2 separate regions of the Rattus norvegicus genome follow, and region 1 is linked to region 2. A link is a contact called in public Hi-C data. All regions are on one chromosome and are shown on one strand. The core of a region is the stretch at or near the end of the contact, and the rest is flanking DNA. Distances in the headings are between cores, read along the strand shown. Region 1 overlaps Agpat3 (1-acylglycerol-3-phosphate O-acyltransferase 3). Region 2 has its middle 23 kb from the start of Agpat3.

Region 1 (3,976 bases), core at 830-3,329, 45 kb before region 2:
CCTTACTTCCTTGGGAGCTGTTCCCAGCACTGAGGGGAATTTAATTTGCTATAGGTTTTTCTGGCCATCCGGTTTCCAGAACAATGTGAAGAGGACACCTACTGTCCCAGGAAGTGGGCACAGGGTGAGCACGCACTCTGGACTGGGAACTGGACATGTGTGCTCAGAAGCACCCCAAGGCATCTGCTGAGGGGCCCCATGACATAACACGCTGTTATAAGTCTGGGGGATACCCACAACATAAGCATGCTGTTGGAAATCTAGGGATACCCGTGACATAAGCAAGCTGTTGCAAATCTGGGCAAGGTTTGTTACACACTTAAAATTTCCTTTATATAAAAAAGGGACAAATGTGGTCAAATGCCATCAACGCAGTTTCACTTGCACACACCAGGCACCAGGCCAGACTTTATACTTCACTTCAGCATTAATTTCTCAAGTTTTAAGAACAAGAGACAACTCTAATGCAGGCGAGGACCACCGGTCTTTGGCATCCAAAGGGGAACCATGTGGCACGCTCTTTCCTTCCTTCCTTCCTTCCTTCCTTCCTTCCTTCCTTCCTTCCTTCCTTCCCTGCTGCCCCAGCCTGCTTTGGAGGTGAGACAAGGGCAAGCAGGAGCCTTTACCTTCTCCTGGTACAGCTTGTGAAGCCACTGGGCCGCGCCGGTCTCGTCTGCTGGGATATCTTCCAGGGGGAACCTCCTGTAAAGTGTAAAGAGTGAATGGACACCTGCCCTACACTGGGAGGGAGCAAGTGACACAGGTGAGACCACCTGAGGCTCCCTACTCAGGCCTCATTCTTTTTTTTTTTTTTTTTTTGGTTCTTTTTTTCGGAGCTGGGGACCGAACCCAGGGCCTTGCGTCAGGCCTCATTCTTAATTTCTGAAACAACCAGTCAGTCAGTCATCTGGCATGCTGGAACCTTCTGGGCAAGGCCAAGCCATCCCCCACATGAGGGCTGAAAGATGCCTCTATGTCTGGGGACCCTTGTGAGTCATCTGCCTGGCAGACCATGCCTCTACTTCCTCATAGGGTGACTGCAGTGGCCTTGGTCTTCCCCAACACACATCCTGTTGGAGACAACCAAGGGCAAGGATCTGTGGCATTTGACCTTGACTGTCACCTTCAATGATTGACAGCTACGAGAAGCTGTGACCCCAAACCACATAGTGAAGTTTCCCAAAATGCCATTTTCTACTGTGAGTAGTTACGTGAGATTTTTATTAGTTGTGGAATGAGGAAAGTTCTAAAGTACATATGGATGGCATTGGTAGGAGTTACAGGTGGTGGGGTACAGCAAGGGCCCTCTACCTCAGGTCTCAGAGCCTATCCCATAGCATCCTCGCCTTTGGGTTACTGGGAGCTGGTGGTTTGCTAGGAGTACATTGTACGGTTCTGATAGTCACCAGGATGTTAGGTCAAACATATGGTGGGGAAAGGATGGCTGTCAATGACAGTAAAAATGCTTTACGATCATCTGGCTCTAGTCTGCAACAAACAATACTGCCACCTGTAGGGAGAGCCAGCTCTCGGACTCTTCCACATAACCATCATGAACTTTAAAAGGCTAGAGCCAAGTGTGTGGTAGTGCACACCTTTAATTCCAGCACTCGGGAGGCAGAGATAGGAGGATCTCTGAGTTCGAGGTCAGCCTGAGTGACAGAGTCCGTTCCACGACAGCCAGGGCTACTGGGAGAAACTCTTGTCTCCAAAAACCAACATAAAACAAAACACAAGACTTAGCGCTGGACATGGCAGCACGCGCATTTAATCCCAGCACTTGGGACGCAGAGAGAGGGTCATAGCTATTGTGGTCTACATGTCAAGTTCCAGGCCACCCAGGGCTACATAGGAAAAGTCCCATCTCAAAATATAACTACTGTTGGAAAGAAAGGAAGGACAGACCAACAGGCAGACAAAAAAGCAAGCTAGACAGGTGGCATATTTCTGTCAGTCAGAAATTGGATGTGGCGTCAGAGAATGAGGAGCTCCTCAACAGGTTCTATGGCAGAGCAGGCTTCGTGCAAGCCTGGGCACCAGACAGGCGCAGCCTGCTTTCCACAGGGAATTGCAGTACCTCTGGAAGCCAGGAGGTGGCGCAGAGCACTTAGGTTCACACAGGTTAGCAAGGACTGGGGTGATCATGGTCCTCCTCTGGGAGCACAGATCCCAAGTCCCAAGGACATCTGACACCTTAAGCGTTCAGCCCCCTCTGCACACTGTTTTCTGGTGTGCCGTGCTCCACACCTGAGTGTTCCCTTCGTTTCACACCCCTTGTGCTCTGAAGCCATTAAGTTACTTTTAAACACAAACACCATGAGTCTGTGTGAATGACGTTAGGAGGGTGGCTTACACAAGCTTATACACCAGACAAGGCTTTGCACCCAGGGTGACAGAGGGAGGATTTAAAGTCCCCAAACAGATAGCTTGCTTCTGGAAATTTCTGCTTAGTGTTTTCAGACTTCATTTGCTTGTGGGTAATGGAACTTGGAATAAGGGGGAAACTGGTGAACTCTGGAGAGGGGCTTGGATGGCCACCATGGTGGCCCACAGGTGGCCCTTTCTTTCAGAGGAAAAAAACCATGTGAAAGGTTCACAGGTTGAGACAAACCTGTACATTTAAAATGGAGGCCCTGAGGGGTTGTGGCTGTGTGGGCTGTGTCTAGGGACCTCTTCACCTCAGCACAGCACTGGTGGAGCCCAGGGCCACAGAACATGATGCTCCACAGAGCACTGCTGCAGGCTTACGGGCACATCAGGGTCAGAGGCAACAGCATCTTAGCAGATAAAATATTCATATTTATACCTCCCGAGGGTTCCAGCCACATGCTGGGGACTGCGTGGGAGAGGGTTTGGCACAGATGGCTCACAGTCGGGGGTGGAGCAGGAGGGCACCTCCTATAGCAAGAGGACCACAAGGTTCAGACCTAGTTCATGGGTCTCCTGGTGTGTGTGTGTGTGTGTGTGTGTGTGTGTGTGTATGGGTGTGTATGGGTGTGTGTGTATGTGTGTATATGTGTGTATGGGTGTGTGTGTATGAGTGTGTGTGTATGAGTGTGTGTGTATGTATGTGTATGTGTGTGTATGGGTGTGTGTGTGTATGTGTGTGTATGGGTGTGTGTGTATGGGTGTGTGTGTATGAGTGTGTGTGTATGTGTATGTGTGTGTGTGTATGGGTGTGTGTGTATGTGTATGTGTGTGTATGTGTGTGTATGGGTGTGTGTGTATGAGTGTGTGTGTATGTATGTGTATGTGTGTGTATGGGTGTGTGTATGGGTGTGTGTGTATATGTGTATGGGTGTGTATGGGTGTGTGTGTATGTATATGTATGTGTGTATGGGTGTGTGTGTATGTGTATGTGTGTGTGTATGTATGTATGTGTGTTGTGTGATGTGTGTGTATGTGTGTGTATGGGTGTGTGTGTATGTATATGTATGTGTGTGTATGTGTGTTACCATATATGCATGTGCACTACTACATAATACACATTATTGAAGTAAGATGACAAGATAGACACATGGTAGTCTTCCTGCTCATGGCAGCTAGAGCTTGAACCTGCTACCCTGAACTTTCCAGGAACAACTGCCATCGCAAAGCTAGCCAACATGACAGCACAAAGAACAGAGGTCCTTTGGGGCTATGTAATGCAGGCCTGCCCCATCACAACCCCGAGAGTTCTGTCTCCCTTGAGGGAGGCATGGGGGAAGGCCCTTGGCCGTGACTGCGGAGGTATGCTGGGTGGCAGGAACAGTACACTTGGACAAAGTCCGTGCTCAAGAGCACATACCAGCCAAGGCTTCTGCGAGCTCGAAGCTGTCTGTTGAAACGCAGTTCGACGTCTCTACAGAATCAGCATATCACAGAGGAAAGGGCAGAGAGAGGAGGCCTCCCTTGTCATAGCTGGGTGCCCATGCGGGACACTTCAGCTTGATGGGTGACTGAGCAGCTGGACGGGGGGGGGGGGGGAATATGGCCA
Region 2 (4,533 bases), core at 1,504-4,003:
TGGCCTGGAGTAAGAGCCCAGCCAGACTCCCGCCAACACCCACCAAGTACCCATGTGTGCCCACAAACAGATAATGCCTCTCTCTGCAGTCCAGAGAAGGGCACAGGGTGTCTCACAAGCCTCCCCCACCCAAGCCCATTTTTCCTTGCTTCCTGACCCTTAGCTGTGTCTAGGATCGCCACGGCTCATCAGCACTCACCAGCCCAGCCTCTCAAGCAGGGCAGGCACTAAGTGGGGCTTTAAGGTGAACGAGTGAAAAGGAAAAAGCCAAGTGTGACCAGACCACACATGAACCAGCAAGGGAAGGCAGTAATCCTGAGGCTTGGAGACCACGAGGAAAGACAGAAATAGAAGCAAGCAGGCCTAGGGATGAGTTCCTGCAGCCCAGAGAACAGCTGCCCACTCTCGGTCCTCCCTGTCACAGGGAGCACTCTTAGAAGAGGAGGAGTCTGCTTCTCAAGGTGCAGACACTGGGCTGTGAGGTGAGAAAAAAAGTGGTTTTTGGTCTCAGTCCCCAGTTCCTTGTGGCACTTGACAGTACGGCTCCTTATTACTGAGTCATAGTTTAGAAGTTCTTAATTTGCTCTTTCAGTCATGCCCTGACACGCTGGTGAACCATCCACTATAGCCTTGGGCCGGGGCTGGTGACGGGAGAGGCCCTGTGGCCAGAGGACTGAAAACCTGAAAGAAGAGAAGGTGGGGATTCACCTTGAACGAACTGGCACAGGAGACAACTTCCTGAACAGAAAGCCCACAGTGTAGGCACTAAGACCAACGATTGATAAATGGGACTTCATGGAACCAAGAAGCTTCTGCAAGGTTAAGGACACCATCAGTAGGACAAAATGGCAGCCTGTAGGATGGGAAGATCTTCACCAATGCTACATCTCTTGAGGGCCAATACCCAAAATATCTAAAGCACTCAAGAAACTAGACATCAGCAGACCAAATGATCCAATTAAAAGCTGGGGTGCCAATCGAAACGGAGTTCTCACCAGAGGAATCTCAAATGGCTTAGCAACACTTAAAGAAATGTTCAACATCCTTAGCCATCTGGGAAATACAAATCAAAGCTATTTTGAGATCCCACCTTATTATACCTGTCAGAATGGCTAAGATCAATAAGGCAAGTGATGGGTCACGCTGGCCAGGAGGTGGAGCAAGGGGAACACTCCTCCCTGGCTGGTGGGAGTGCAAATTTGTAGAGCCACGATGAAAATCAATATGGCAGTATTTTTCAGAAACTTGGGAATTGATCGACCTCAAGACCCAGCTATGCCACTCTTGGGTATACCCAAAGGACACGCCATCATACCGCAAGGACATGCCATCATACCGCAAGGACACTTGCTCAACTATGTTCACAGTAGCTTTATTCATAATAGCCAGAAACCGGAAACGACCTAGCTGTCTTCTCAACAGAAGAATGGATAAAGAAAATGTAATTCATTCACACAATGAACTATCATTCAGCTGTAAAAACAAAAAATTACGCAATTAGGCAAATGAATAGAACTAGAAAAAAATTCAGAGTAAGGTAACCCAGACCCAGGAAGACAGGCACGGCAGGTACTCACTTATAAGTGAATATGAGCTGCTAAGTAAAGGATAACCACGCTATAATCCACAGACCCAGAGAGGCTAAGTAACATGAAAGGCTCTGCGGGGTGGGGTGGGGGGGACAGCCGCATAGAGCTCCCTGGGCAGGAGAAATAGATTTTGCAGGCAGACTGGGGATGGGGATAGGACTAGGTGGGATCTGGTGGGGAGGGGTGGAGGGAAAGAGTACTAGAAGAAACAGCTGGAATTGGGGGACATTTGGGAGGACAATCTGGAAACCTAGTGCAGCAGAAACTCCCTGAAATCTACCGAGGCGACCCTAGTGAGGACTCCTAGGATATGGAGCCTAAACCAGTCATCTTCTGTAACCAAGCAAGCCTTCCTGTGTGGGACTGGGACACCAACACAGTAACAAAACCTTCAACCCCTATAAGGCGCGCTGGGGCACTGGTGGCACAGCCCCTAGGAATGGCCAAGCAATGGCTGATCTAATTAGAAGCTCACACCACAAGAGGGAGCCCAGGCGCAATCACTGCCTGAATGACCAGGAACGGGAGGCTGGACAGCTCAGAGGCCTTGGGTAGGACAAAATATGACTGGCAAGGAAAAGGGAAGGAAGAAGGGAAGAAGGGAGAAGGAGGGAGGAGGGAGGGAGAAAGACAGCAAGAGACAAAGAGACAGAGAGAGAAAGAGACAGAGAGAGAGAGAGAGAGAGAGAGAAATTAATGAAATGACCCCTGATCACATTCTGCTACCCTCACAGCTCAGCGCTAGTCCAGTCAGAGAGGCTGCCTCAGCAGCTGATGGGAGAGGATACTGAAACCCAGAAGCCACACATTAGGTGAAAAGAGCCCAGGTCATAGCTCTCCATCCAATCCCTCCCTAGGGAGCTTAGGGAACACCTTGGAAGAAGGGGAGGGGACCTGTGGGAACCAGAGGGGTGGAGGAGCTTGGCCAGCCGAGCTGGCAGCACTCTGAGGTGACAGCTCGTCCATGTTTAGCTCTGAAGACACGCAATGGATGCATGGCGCTTCTTCTGCGTGAACACTGGACAGCAGCCTGACAGTTCAAACCTACTTTCTGATTAGACAGCGGTGCAGCAGTCAATTTGAAACACTCCACATATGTATGATGGTAAGTCATCCGAGCTGACACTTCTACTCTGCCGTCTGCCAGAGGCATCTGTGCTCCGGTCAGCACATTACTGAGAGGAGACACGGAAAGTGCCAGGACCAAGAGAGGAGGACCCTTGGAAAGGTCTGCCTCAGCCAGGAGCAGACAAGACAGCCTACAGATTGGCCCCAGCCTTATGCAGCAAACCAAAACGCCATCGAAGCTGCCGTGTCCAGGACATGGGAAGGTGAGCTACAGCAAATCAATCCATGGGACCATGACAATAAAGGATAAAGGGAGAGGAAGAACAGGATAGCTCTATGAATGCTAGGAAAAGCCACCTGTCACAGGGACCTGTTCTAGACCCATCCGCAGCCATTGCACTAAAGAGGGACAGGAGGGAGGAACTGGTAAGGCTGGACTTGTCTGCAGTCTCAGCATGCAGGAGGCTGAGGCAGGGGGATCACTGGCACTCACCTTAACAGAGATCAGAGGAGAAAAATATAGAGTGTCAGTGATGGGATGGTTTCAGGAAGTCCAAGACATTGTTAAAGCCAGGGTAAGAAACAAAGCTTCCCATGAGGCTTCCCTCGTGGGAGTCCAGAGTGCCACACCCTCTGTGCACATAGCCTTCTCCTCTGGGTTCCACGCTACCTCTGCTGGGGGGGGGTTCTACACAGCAGCTAGCATACCTCATACAGGAAAATTATCTTCCCTCCAGGAAGACAGTGAAGTAGAGAAACACAGTGTGGCCTCACACAGTAGCATCTGCCTTATAGTGTGTAGTGGAGACACACACTCCTCCATGTCCCCTGAGTTCCTGTGAGTTCGCCTCCTGATTCCAGCCCACACTGGGTGATCAGGGGAAAGGCAAAGTCCCCGCCAACGAGGATGACCAGGACACATTGCAGATGTCACCTCCCATAGTTTTACCCAGAGCCCCACTCCATATAAAGCTGACCCTGACTAAAGGTCAGGTGTGCTAGCACTGTAGAGACCATGTTCAGATGTAGCCTCAGCTTCCTATGTGATGAGCAGAACCTAGCAGATGGTAGCCATGAGACAAGACCCACGACACTCAATCAGAGCAACCACGAGGCCAAACGCAGCAGATGGAGGCAGGGGGTGCATCTGGCGTGGCCTGCAGAGGGTTGCAGGAGGAGACCTTGCTGATGGATGCCATCCACACAGGTCAGAGGTACCAGAAAAGTGCACATGTTCAGCCCTTTACCTGTATTCTACACATGGGGCCACCGTGCAGGTAGCAGACAGTCCTCAGTGGAAAGGTGTCCGTGGCCAGACCACTCTCCTCCCGAAGCCACTTGTCACCAGAGAAACTTACAAACAGCACCAGCTGGAGGGACAGGTGCAGAGAGTCAGCTCTATAGAACAGGGAAGGCAAAGTCCACTTCCATGGAGGCAGCTTACTGGGGCAGCCTGCAGGGTTGTGAGGGCTGAGTCTGCCACATTATTTGAACAGATGGCCTCTGGCCCTAGCTGGCCCTCATGGGAAGATGAGCAGGCCAGCTCATCACTGCTCTCTAAACCAGAGGCATGAGTAAAGGGGCCATTCCAGTCAACGGTCTTAAGCCATCCCAGAGCCTACAGGCGTAGGCACGATTGAGAACACACTGTAATAAACACACACTTCAGGATGTTAGTGAACCAAGATGGGCTTTTAGTTGCTGTTTGAGACAGAGCTTCTCTGTGGGTCAGCCCTGGCTGTTCTAGAACTCACTATGAGACCAGGCTGGCCTCGAACTTGGAGAGCCATCTGCCTCTGCCCCCCAAACACCGGAATTAAAGGGGTATGCCACCATTGCCCGCCAAGAAGAGCTTTTTAAAAGGAGGCAGGTCTGT

The links. A called contact is a pair of places that touch in the nucleus more often than the background predicts.
Region 1: a Hi-C map of psoas muscle shows a contact between it and region 2, with 9 times the contacts expected there. The contact joins two enhancer-like sites. A contact is called at or near these places in 4 of 12 Hi-C or Micro-C datasets (the A7r5 cell line, Schwann cells, liver and 1 more).

What each region holds. Positions count from the first base shown.
Region 1 is chr20:10,403,559-10,407,534 of GRCr8, reverse strand. Agpat3 (1-acylglycerol-3-phosphate O-acyltransferase 3) reads right to left here. Exons shown (of 9, transcript NM_001106378.1): 7 at 627-702. Among named protein-coding and RNA genes, the nearest start is that of Agpat3, 21 kb to the right of the region's middle. Within about 2 kb of position 2,079, at least 4 of the 93 cell types and tissues checked have an H3K27ac peak or open chromatin away from gene starts, as enhancers often do.
Region 2 is chr20:10,358,796-10,363,328 of GRCr8, reverse strand. It overlaps a transcript of Agpat3 not described here. Among named protein-coding and RNA genes, the nearest start is that of Agpat3, 23 kb to the left of the region's middle. Within about 2 kb of position 2,753, at least 4 of the 93 cell types and tissues checked have an H3K27ac peak or open chromatin away from gene starts, as enhancers often do.